Linked DNA regions of Mus musculus: region 2 is linked to region 1. The links are chromatin contacts, called in public HiChIP or PLAC-seq maps. All regions are on one chromosome and are shown on one strand. The core of a region is the stretch at or near the end of the contact, and the rest is flanking DNA. Distances in the headings are between cores, read along the strand shown.

The links. HiChIP or PLAC-seq counts read pairs in DNA pulled down with a chosen protein or histone mark.
Region 2: a contact with region 1 is called in an H3K4me3 HiChIP or PLAC-seq map of the SCID.adh cell line, with 20 read pairs. The contact joins the promoter of Hipk3 here to the promoter of D430041D05Rik in region 1. A contact is called at or near these places in 3 of 39 promoter capture datasets (the SN4741 cell line, cranial neural crest and embryonic stem cells), 2 of 484 Hi-C or Micro-C datasets (both in embryonic stem cells), 2 of 115 datasets of contacts at active chromatin or transcription factors (the SCID.adh cell line and embryonic stem cells) and 2 of 9 other capture datasets (adipose tissue and liver).

The regions. Positions count from the first base shown.
Region 1 is chr2:104,408,486-104,413,656 of GRCm38.p6, reverse strand. It overlaps D430041D05Rik (RIKEN cDNA D430041D05 gene), which reads left to right and starts at 3,046. Exons shown (of 21, transcript NM_001368844.1): 1 at 3,046-3,728. The coding sequence starts at 3,494. It overlaps Gm35606 (a long non-coding RNA gene), which reads right to left and starts at 134. Exons shown (of 3, transcript XR_374847.4): 1 at 1-134.
Region 2 is chr2:104,490,636-104,495,865 of GRCm38.p6, reverse strand. Hipk3 (homeodomain interacting protein kinase 3) reads left to right here and starts at 1,377. Exons shown (of 16, transcript NM_010434.2): 1 at 1,377-1,918.

The sequences.
Region 1 (5,171 bases), core at 1,797-4,296:
GCCCTAAAGCAGGGTCTTTAAAGCATTCTTTTCCCCAAGACCCCACTGTGTTGAGCACACTAGATACCTTCCCTTTCCTGCCATGATGCTGCAACCTTTTTTGACTTCCTGGCCATTTGCTGCGCCTGAAAAACTTCCACTTTAGGTGTTCTTACATCTTTTCCCTATTGCAGGCGGAAATATCCCGTGTTTCCATGGGGGATGGGGTGATCTGCTCATACCTCTGTTCCCATGGGGACGGGTGATGCTCACAGATCTTCATCGCATGCTTACCATGTTCTAACGTGGTCACTGTGCACCTGCTTTGCTTACTGGACTGTGAGCTTCTTGAGGGATGTGATGGTATCTGGTCTCAAGTCCAGCCTGTGGGGGGACAGAGCCTCTCTAACCTAACAACCAGAGACTGAAAAGCAATCTGTGTCATGTCTAAGTCTGGCAAGAAATAGCACAGAGAGAATCCCACTTACAAGGCAGAATATGAGTATCTCCACCCTCTGGCAGAGGAGCCCGTGTTTCCTCTTTTAACTGTCATGGAGAATGTGGCTGAGTCTTGTGTCTCTTGTTTTATATCCTGTCCTCTTTCCATTTGGATTTTTTATGTCTTGGGCCAGCAAGTGTGGCTTTTTTGTCTTAATCCAACCCATCTCACAGCTGGCTGCAGCTGTGGCTAGAAAGGTTGGTGTTCTACCTTGCCATCCCCTCGTTGGTGTCCTTAGCTCCTCTGAGAGTCATGCAGGTGGGTGCCCCTGAGGGTGAGTCACCTTCCCTTTCTTCCCTTCTTCCTTTCTTTAAGGAAAAATCCAGATGTATCCAGAACCTCCCACGAGTAGTCCTGAATGTCCCTTCCTCCTCCTGTCCCATTTCTCCATGTACTGTGTTGTTGAATGAGCATGTTGACTTTTGCAAGCCCTCCCTCCTGCCTCCCTCCCCACCCCTACTGGGCACACGTGGTCTTTGTGTCTGTCAGTCAGAACGTGCCTAGACTTTGGGCCGTCATCCCAGTCCCCATTTCCTTCTCAGGGATCACCATTTGCCATTCCTCCCCCCAACCTCCTCAGGGCAGGGTTTCTCTGTGTAGCCTTGGCTGTCCTGGAACTCATTCTGAAGACCAGGCTGGCCTTGAACTCAGGGATCTGCCTGTCTCTTCCTGAGTGCTGGGATTTAAGGAATGTACAACCACTGCCCTGACTTGTAAGTTTCTTAAAACAACTCCAAACGGTACGGTACATTTAACGAAAGGGCAAGGGTCAGTCACAACCCCCCAGGGAAGGATGAATACCCCTCATCCAAAATGCTTTGGGGCCAGAAAGGCTGCACATTTCAGAGTCATCTGGGTCTGGGGATACCTGTGTATGAGTGTGTCTGATCTGAAAATTTGAAGTCATTCAGAGTTCACGTCCCCAGGTCTTAATTATTGCTTTATTCATTTAGAGTATGGAGATAAAGATTAAAAGACAACTCTCAGGAGCTGTTTTTGTCTTACCATGTAGGTAGGTCCCAGGGACCAAGCTCAGATTGCCGGTCTTGGTAGCAGGTGGCCTCGCTCCATGAACTGTCTCACCAGCCCTGGGACTTTTTTGAGTGCTGATATGGCACAGAGGTGTTTCATATTTTTTTGAGCATTTCTGATTTTAAGAACCCACACTACTGCAGTTCAGATCTGAAATGCACGATAAGACACACCTGCTCTCTGAAGTTAGCGTGTGCAAATACATCTCCTGCTTTGCAGTCTAACTGCCGTCCTGCGGACACAGGTGAGGGGGAGACAAGCCTTCTCCAGAACCATGGGCCATCGTGGTATGTGTGTGTGTGTAATAGAGAGAGAGAGAGAGAGAGAGAGAGAGAGAGAGAGAGAGAGAGAGAGAGAGAGACAGAGACAGAGACAGAGACAGAGACAGAGAGAGACACACACAGAGAGAGAGGATGAATGAGAGAGCAGCTTCCATTTCTCAGCATCCCCCTGCTTGCTGTGCTGGGCCTGGAACACACCAGGCCAGGCCGGCCTCAGAGGTTTGACCTCACGGATCTCTTTAGATTGTTTCTTCAGCTTGCCTTGTTCCTTGACCTCCTTCTGGTCTTCTCCCACATGTCACCTTCTCAGTGAAGCCTCTTTACCTCCTGTTTACTGCTGCAATACCTCCATCTCCACTTTCCAGCATTTTACCTTACCATTTTCTCTGAGGCTTTTTAAGCACTGTCTGGTAGTCAATTTATTACCTACAGAGATTATGTTTGTGGCTCCTGTCCAAGTGTCTGGAATAGGGCCCGGCATATAACAGGGCCAGGTCAGTGCAAATGCTTTTCCCTGACACAGTCGCTGGCAAGCAATGGGTGCTGCTGGGTTTGCTGCTATCCTGTGGACAACTTATTGACTGAAGGGAGTTTGAAGCACCTGCGAACTAGATAGCCTGCTCAAGGGTACAGATGCAGAACAAGGGTAAGGGCAGAAGGACAACTCAGCTGACTCTGCCCTTTCATCCTACTAGAGAGAGACTGACTAGTCAGCTCTCTTATTTGGGAAAGACTTTTTGGAAATGCCTGTAGTTGTCCCAAAGCTCAATGCACTGCCTCTCTCATAGTATGGCTGCAACAAATGTTTATAACGTGTTTTATTTACTTCAGTGTTTCATTGCAAATAGGGCACAACAGCTCTAGTTCTTTGGGGGTAAATTTGGCAGGCAGGTGTCTGCCAGCCCCCCAGAGTAGCAGTGAACAACCTGCACCAAGCTCTTCCGCTCATCCTCGGAAAGCTTTTCCAAGATGCAGGTTGAGCACCTAGCTTTCTCAGCACGTTGACCGTCGACCGTGAAGGTATCTAGGTGTCCAGTCCCTTCTCCGGTCAGAGGGCTATCCCAGCCTACCTTTCCTTCTCACGATCTGGGAACCCTGGGCGGAGGAAAGTCCCCCTCAACGAGGACCTCGCCAGCGCAGGGCAGGGTTCAGCCCCGCGCGCGGGAGCTGGGGGCGCGCGGTGGTTTCGCGCGGGGATGCGCGCGCGCGCCTGCCTCGCCTCCCTTGCCCGCTCCTGTGCTACGTGCTTTCTTTGTCAATGAGGCGCCGCTCGGAGCTGCAGTAGCTTTCGCGGCTGGAGCCAGAGCCTAGCGATCCAGTGAACCGACAGAGATAGAGACCTGGGCGCAGGGGCGGCGGCGGGCGGCACGCTGCACGAGCTAGGTCCGCGGGTCTCCGTGTCTCGCAGCCTCGCGCTCGAGGTGTAGCATCCGGCCCTGGGGAGGGGACCGGGGCGCCGCCCGTCCCACCCTCGCCGCACCGTGGGAACCCCCATGCAACCCCGGTACCCGCGCGCCTGAAGCCGCGGCTCCATTGAGCCCGCCTCCCACCGAGGCAGGACGAGCGAGCAGCTCGCACCTCCTGCCTCCCTCCGACTCCCGGGCCATGGCCCGAGATGCCCGGTGAGGAGCGGTGCGCGGAGGGCTGGGCTCACCGGCGCGGTGTGGAACGAGGCAGCGGCCTGGATGTATGAACAGTCCCTATGGCTCTGCAGGAGGCGAAGCCCCAGGGCCCGAGCGAAGCTGAGCCGGCAGCGCGGGAGCCCAGGGACCGGCTCCGGGAGCAAGGGCTCTGCGGGGCGGGCGGGATCGCCGCGCGTTGCCAGGGCGTGAGAAGCTCCGAGGCCCGCCGGTCCGAGGATGTGCTGCTGCGGCGGCCGCTGCTGCTGGGACTCTTGCTGCTGGCTGCCCTCTCCGGGCACTGCTGGGCCGACTCCGGTAAGCGCTTGGCAGCGGCTCTCCGCCCGCGGCGGGGTCTGGAGCCGCTTAACCGCGTGGTGGTGGGTGGTGGGCTCTTTGCAGCACCGCCAGGCTTTTATTTGCCCTTAGCAGTTGCACCAGCGGGCGAACTGTCAGAAATCTGTCTCTTGAGAAGGCATCGTGGGCGGTGAAGAAAGAGGCACGTTTTTATCTTTAATTTTTCCTCCCTGGACAAGTTGTAAATGCTTCCTGGTGGTCCCACAAACACGCTTCCTTTAGCTAGACATGGCGTAGTTAGGATAGCATAAAAGAGACCTGTTCAGTGGGATGTTGTGGATGTTTTGGGCTTCCCGTTGCTAGTATTCACTTTGTCTTAAGTGCAAGGAATGACCTGAGAGTTTGAAGCAATTTCTGTGTCAAAATAGCGTTCCCCCGTTGCTCATAACAGGTTCCCCTCCCTTCCTTTTGGGAATGAGGTACTTAAAATAATTGATTGCATTTTGCAAAAGGTTCAGGCATTGATCAAATGTATACCTATTTTTTACAAGAGGCTCGTTGAAGAAGAGTCACTCTTGGTGCTCAGACCACCAACGATCCTTCAGAAACAGATTTCTGTACTTCCGCGGACGATTTTGTGGATCTGTTGTAACTATTTGGGCAGAATTATTCTGCAGAAGTGCTTTGAAACTTACACTGCGCGGCCAGCCATGGTCTTTGAAATAAGAATGATTGCTATGACTCCCGTGAAGGGCAAGCTTCTGTGTTTGTGGTGGAATTCTAGATTATAGATACATTCAGCCTAACAAATGCAAACCTCTCATTTTAGGTAACTGGTTTCTGTAGTGCTGCAGCTTTTAGTGAGGACCAAGGAGAACCGCCCCTCGCCCTCCAACACGTGTCTATGTATGGCCTTTCCCCATATCAGATTGGAAGTCCCAGTTTTGAAGGAGCTTATACCAGTTTTAAATTACGTATTCTGGTGGGCTATATCTATATAACTGTTTAATTTAAAGCCATTTCCCTTTGATTCACTTAAAAGTCACTGACAAGGAGTCTGTGTGTCCAGGAATTTCTGTTGTGATTCTTTCTTGTAGTTCCAAAATTCAGTAGTTGACCTTCTAGGGACTCCGACCCTCTGGCTTTATATATGTGACACAATGTTGAGAGAAGTCATGAAGAAGGCATAAGGAAGCCCCTTAGTGACCACCGGCTGAGAACCACAGAGGTTTTGGTTAGCACTCACCCAATTCTTGATAGTTCTGTAAACCGTTTGAGAGCTTTTATGCCTTGAATGTTGCTCATTTGCTCGCAGAGACTGAGAACTGTTCAGCCATCTGTGACGTGAAATTTAGCTTTCCTGTATTGCCCCATTCAGGCCCATGCCAGCCGATTTTTTTTGACAGGGTTTTGGATTTCTGATCTCCCTTCCAACCTTTGTATTTGGCTCCTTCTCAACCTCTG
Region 2 (5,230 bases), core at 128-2,627, 84 kb before region 1:
AAAAGAAATCCAATGTAAATGCTAAAGAATAAAGAATGGCTCCGACATTGCCCTCCTTTTGGATGTAGAGGGTAATCTCGAGCCTCTTCCGGTTCTGTCCATCTACCCGGCGCTGGCAATAGAGACTTGCATCACTGTGGCCATCTCATGCATACACCTTTTCTAAAAATCAGTCATTAGCTTTTCTACTTTAGTCTTCACTGTACTCCTATCTTGAAGAAAACACTGGTCACTGGAAAAAGGATTATCAGTGGCCTCGAGGGGATACCCTTTCCCCCTTTAAAGACATTCTACACAGTCCTAGTTTGAAAGGCAATAGGTAAAGGACTAGTATCTACCCAGCGAGTTGACCCTCCCTTTAGCCCCAGCTGCTGCAATGGAGAATATGTGTGGAGAAATAACATCGGCAAGCTCAGTCCTTCTAGTAAAGGAAGAAAGCAAAGGACATCTCCATTATAGAGACAGAGGTGCTTGCGTTGCGGAAACGTTAAATATTAGTTTAGAACCCAGACGAAACAGGTGGCAAAATAGGTTTACTGAATGATGGGTTGCTTCGAAGATAGATGCTTTCTGGAGAGATAGATGGAGGGGAGAGGGGTGGAGACTAAAGCTTTGCTCTTTAACCTTGCTCACGTCATCGAAACTTGTCTAAACCCTTGTCTTAGCATAAGAGTTTGGACTATGCATCAGTAAGATTCTTTCATCTCAAATTCCATGGTTCTATGGTTACGTGGGTGGAAATGGACCATTCTGTCGATTTCCTAGTTTCCAGGAGCGAAGAAACTAGCTTGGGTGTGGAACTAACTCGATGGAGAATTATCAACGTAGAGGTGGGCAGCTTCTCAACCACTGTGGTGGTGCACTTGGAAAACTTCCAAGAGAGTCCGTCCCTCATTCTTTGACGTGGTGTGACAAGTCTCCTGCTGTTTTGGAATGGGGGAGCGAGAAGGACCTATTTTAGGCTTAGATTATTCATTCTCTTTCTGCGTTTTTAGACTCCTAAGATGCCAAGAAACAGATTCTAAAGGGGTGGGAAGAGAATTAGGATGGGGTAACCTGGAAAGGCCTGTGGAATCCTGCTTCCGCATCTGAACCCCTTTGGGTATTAGGATTGTCCCTTAAATGTGTATTTTTGGGCCCGGAGTCAGGTTCAGAACTGCAGAGGAGGGCTGACGGAAGCCGTTCCTCTTGGAGGGGATGGCGTGAGAGCTCAGGGTTGGATCCGCGCGGGCCGCCTGGCGGGCTGCGAGCGTCAAGGGCGCGGCTGCAGGCGGACCCTGGGGAGGGGCTTCGCGGAGGCGCCGCGGCCCTACCCGAGCGGGGCCGCCCGGGCTCGGCGCTCAGAGCGGCCGAGCGGGCGGTGGCGCTGCGGAGGCGGCGGCCGAGGCCGGCGGGCGCGCGGAGGAGGGGCCCGATATCGGGGCGGCCTGCCGCAGCTGCCCGGGTGACGACTGCCGGCAGCGCGGCGCCCCGAGGAGTCCGAGCCGCAGGCCCCGGGCGACGCGGCCTCGCAAGCAGCCCTCGTCCTCGTCTCAACTCCGGGGAAATGGGCCCTCAGCACCGCGGGCCCTGCATCCCTTGTTGCCCGTAGGCCCCGGTGGCCCGCCGGCTTGTCACTGCCCCTCTCCCCAGTCGAGCGGTCCCCACCCCAGGTCCCCGGGAAGGAAGATGAGGGAGACGGGCCCGGCGATCGGCAGCCAGAGAAGCAGCAGCAGCGGTCGGGGGAGGGTGTTTCGCCGTTTCCTCTCAGCCGCCAGGACAAGATGGCAGCGGCCGCCGAGAGGGGCTGAGCCCCGGCTGGGTGGCGCCGCCTGCTGAAGCGCTTGGCTCCGGGTCCCCGCACGGCCCCCGCGACCCACCCCGGACATGCTCAGGGCTGCGGCCGCCCGAAGCGGGGAGAGCGCGGGCCTCTAGGAAGGTAAGGAAGCCAGGCAAGGGCGGGTAGCTCGGCGCCGTCGCGGGGCCTCGGGGGCCGGGGGAACCCTCGGAGCGACGGCTCTCCGTTCCCGCCCGGTTGTCCAGTGCGGCCGGCCCGGGCGGTTCCCGAAGGCCGGCGCCAAGCCAGGCCCGAGGAGGCCGTACGCGGGGACTGCGCGTGCTTTCCGCGCGCGCTTGGCGCAGCCTCCGGGAAGCCGCCCTGGCCGCGCCGGGCTGTCCGGGCCTTCCCCCAAGCCTAGGTTGCGCAACGGCTCTTCCCAGCAACCGAAGTTTTGTTTGGTCCCACGGGGGCCCCCCGTTTCGGCTCGGCGGCTCTAGGCCGTCACTACGGAGACCTCGTTCCTTTCATTGATGGGAGCGAAGACCAACGTGCACGCACGCCGCCGCCGGAGCGCCCAGCCCCGTGGCTGCGCCGCGGAGGCTTGGTGGCCCTGTCACCGGCGTCGCGGGGCGGCGGGTTTGGAGGGTGTCAACTCTGGAGACGTGCGTGCGTGTGATTGTTGGGGAGGAGAAATGTGATCCGAGGCTTCGCGTCCCCAGCGGCGGCGGGAGGAAGGCGTGGCGGCCGCGCGGCGGGGCTGTTGCCGGCTTCTCTCGTTACGGCGGCGGCGGCCCTCTTCCCTTCGCGCTGTGGGGAGACCAGCGGAAAGGACTCGGGACCAGAATGTCTGTTTTCCTGTCTGGGGGGAGACGGCTGTTGTAAAATGGTATGTGGATCTTGGGGGAAGCCTGTTGTTTCCCAGTCTTATCTGTGCTGGAGGAATTGCGCTGAAGGGTGTGTGCGTAAATTACCTTGGACCTGTTACAGAGTAGTCACAACATGTTCGGTCCTTGAACCGTGTTTTCACAACCTCTGGCTGGCCTGCTGCTGGCGAATTTGTTTTTCCACCTGTCAGTTCGCAGCTTATAAGGAGCTTCTATTAGCAGCAGCAGCAGCCGGTCCCCCCCCCCCCTCCCCGGCCCCCCTTAGGTTTCAGATTATGGCCCAGTTTACAGGGAAACTCATGGTTTTACGGGTCTACTTTGTTTTGGTTATCTCTCTGGTACACAGGGCTGGAAAAGTTAGCTGGAAAACCAGTCTTCGTTTCTATGTACCTCCGAGTTGTTTGGAGATCTGTTTTTTATTTTTCTATTTTAGGTCTCCCCCCCCCCCCCCCCCGTAAACTACAGCCTCTCAAATGGGGGTACTAAAAACAGTTTAACTTAATTTTCAGATTTTAATTGCCTGGTGTTTGAAAAATTTTTAAAGATTTTTTTCTTTCTGATCAGGTTATGAAAACATTTCTAGGTCTTTTTTGTTGTTGTTTACCGAGAAAAATACCTTAAATGTTTATCCACATTTACTATTTCAGAAACTGGGCAAGTCTCACCATATGTTTAATAAGTCTAGATTCTGCTTAGGTTTGCAAGTGCAGTGCTAATTTTATACAATGAGCAACGATAAGGTTTAAACAGGTCATGATTAAGCTTAGTATTTTAGGTAAACAAAATATGACTGACCTTTAAAAACTTGCTTTGTTGTATTAGTTCCTCTATTTTCATGACACTTAACAGTAATTGAAATTTAATCAAACAACCCAAATTCTTAATTTTTAAATTAACAAGATATTTCGTGCTATATTTGCATTCATATAAAGTACAGGGAGCTCGCATTTATGAAATTTAGTGCTTAACCTGTGTCAGTTTATTTTTCTTATTTTGATTATTTTTAATTTGTTATGGTAGGTATACCGTAGAGATATATATCAGAAATGTCTGCTTTTTCAGTGTTTGGATATTTCATTGTATTTTAGGGATAATTTATTTCTTAGGTCCTACTCTCCACCCTAGGAAATATATTTGCAAAAAGAAAAAATATTTTGGAGGATAGATAAAAATATAGCATCAGTGTTTTAAACAGGTAAGATGAGCTTGAAGTCTAGAACAGAACTGGCCATTAAATGTTTTAAATTTATATTTGGACATTGCTGACTACAGTAGCTAAACATACATATTAGGCAAGCAGATCATAACATGGTGAGACAGTCTTAGCATTTTGTCATAATGCTTTTTCCATTGAACTAGTCATTATCTTGTTTATAAACCAGCCATTGGCTTCTGGGCATGGGGTTTTTAGAGTCTCATTAAAGTAGATGGTTTCTATGAGATAATTCTTGTAAATGTGCTTGAGAAGAAGCTAAAGATTATACTCTGTTAATTTTTTGGATGATCTGTCATAGGATACCATAAAGTAGGGTTGCAAATTACAGAGGTCCGTTTCTGTAGCAAGTGCCATTTGACACATAGGTGTTTGCTTAGTGCCTGTGCTGAATGCATGCTTTCCCGTAAGTTCACAAAACAGTTGCTGTCAGGTGACCTTCCTGATTGAAGCTCTGTGTTTAAATATTTGCTGCATGAACACTGAAGGCATATGGAAAAGAGGAAGGAGAAAATGTCAACCTTACAATGTGGAATTGTTAATCAAATGTAATTCATGCACATCCACTTAAATGGAATAATTGTTTGCATCTATGTTGCAGTGACTTATTCCATTAACTTTTGAAGTTACCTTTGTTTTTTTTTTTTTTTTTTTTTTTTTTTTTTTTTTTTTTTGAGGTGAAGGAGTTAGCTTCCTAGTACAGTTCTCATTGCAACAGTTCTTCCAGTATGATAAGGTACATGAGCATTGTCCTATTGGTGGTTGATTCAGAGGCATGGAAGGAAACATTGTTTCTATTGCAACTTCAGCTGAGCTTGGATAGGAAAAGATGTCCTGACAATGCTTCAAGGATGTTCCAAAAACTGGAATTTCTCTACTTTCCACAAGTTATTAACTTGTGTCTTATATTTATTAGGGCACACAGGCTAATTTTGATACACAATTATTATTGCTGCCAAAGTAAGCATTCCCTTTGTAAAATTTGTGGGTTGCAGCTGTCCTGATTTCTTAATGTCCAGAGTTTGGGCTTAGTGTTGCATGTTTAAGTTGGAAGCTACTTCTGAAGAGGGACTTTTACTGGTGTTTGTTTAGAGGTACTGCCCCTCCTCCACTTTAACTAGGATGTAGTATTATTTCTCTGGGAAAAGAGAACGTTCTCAGAACACTTGTCAGGAGGAAGGAATGTTTGCACATGATGTAAATATACAATGAAAGGAATTATCCTAAATGTCCTTACTGGCTCGAGAGCCATCTGCTTAGAAGTTATAACCTTCCCTCGTACCTTTAAAAGGTTATAACTTGAAGAAGAGTATGTATTTGGAGCAGAAGTTTTAAATCATGGTAGGGTTTTGTTGTTGTTGTTGTTTTTAAATT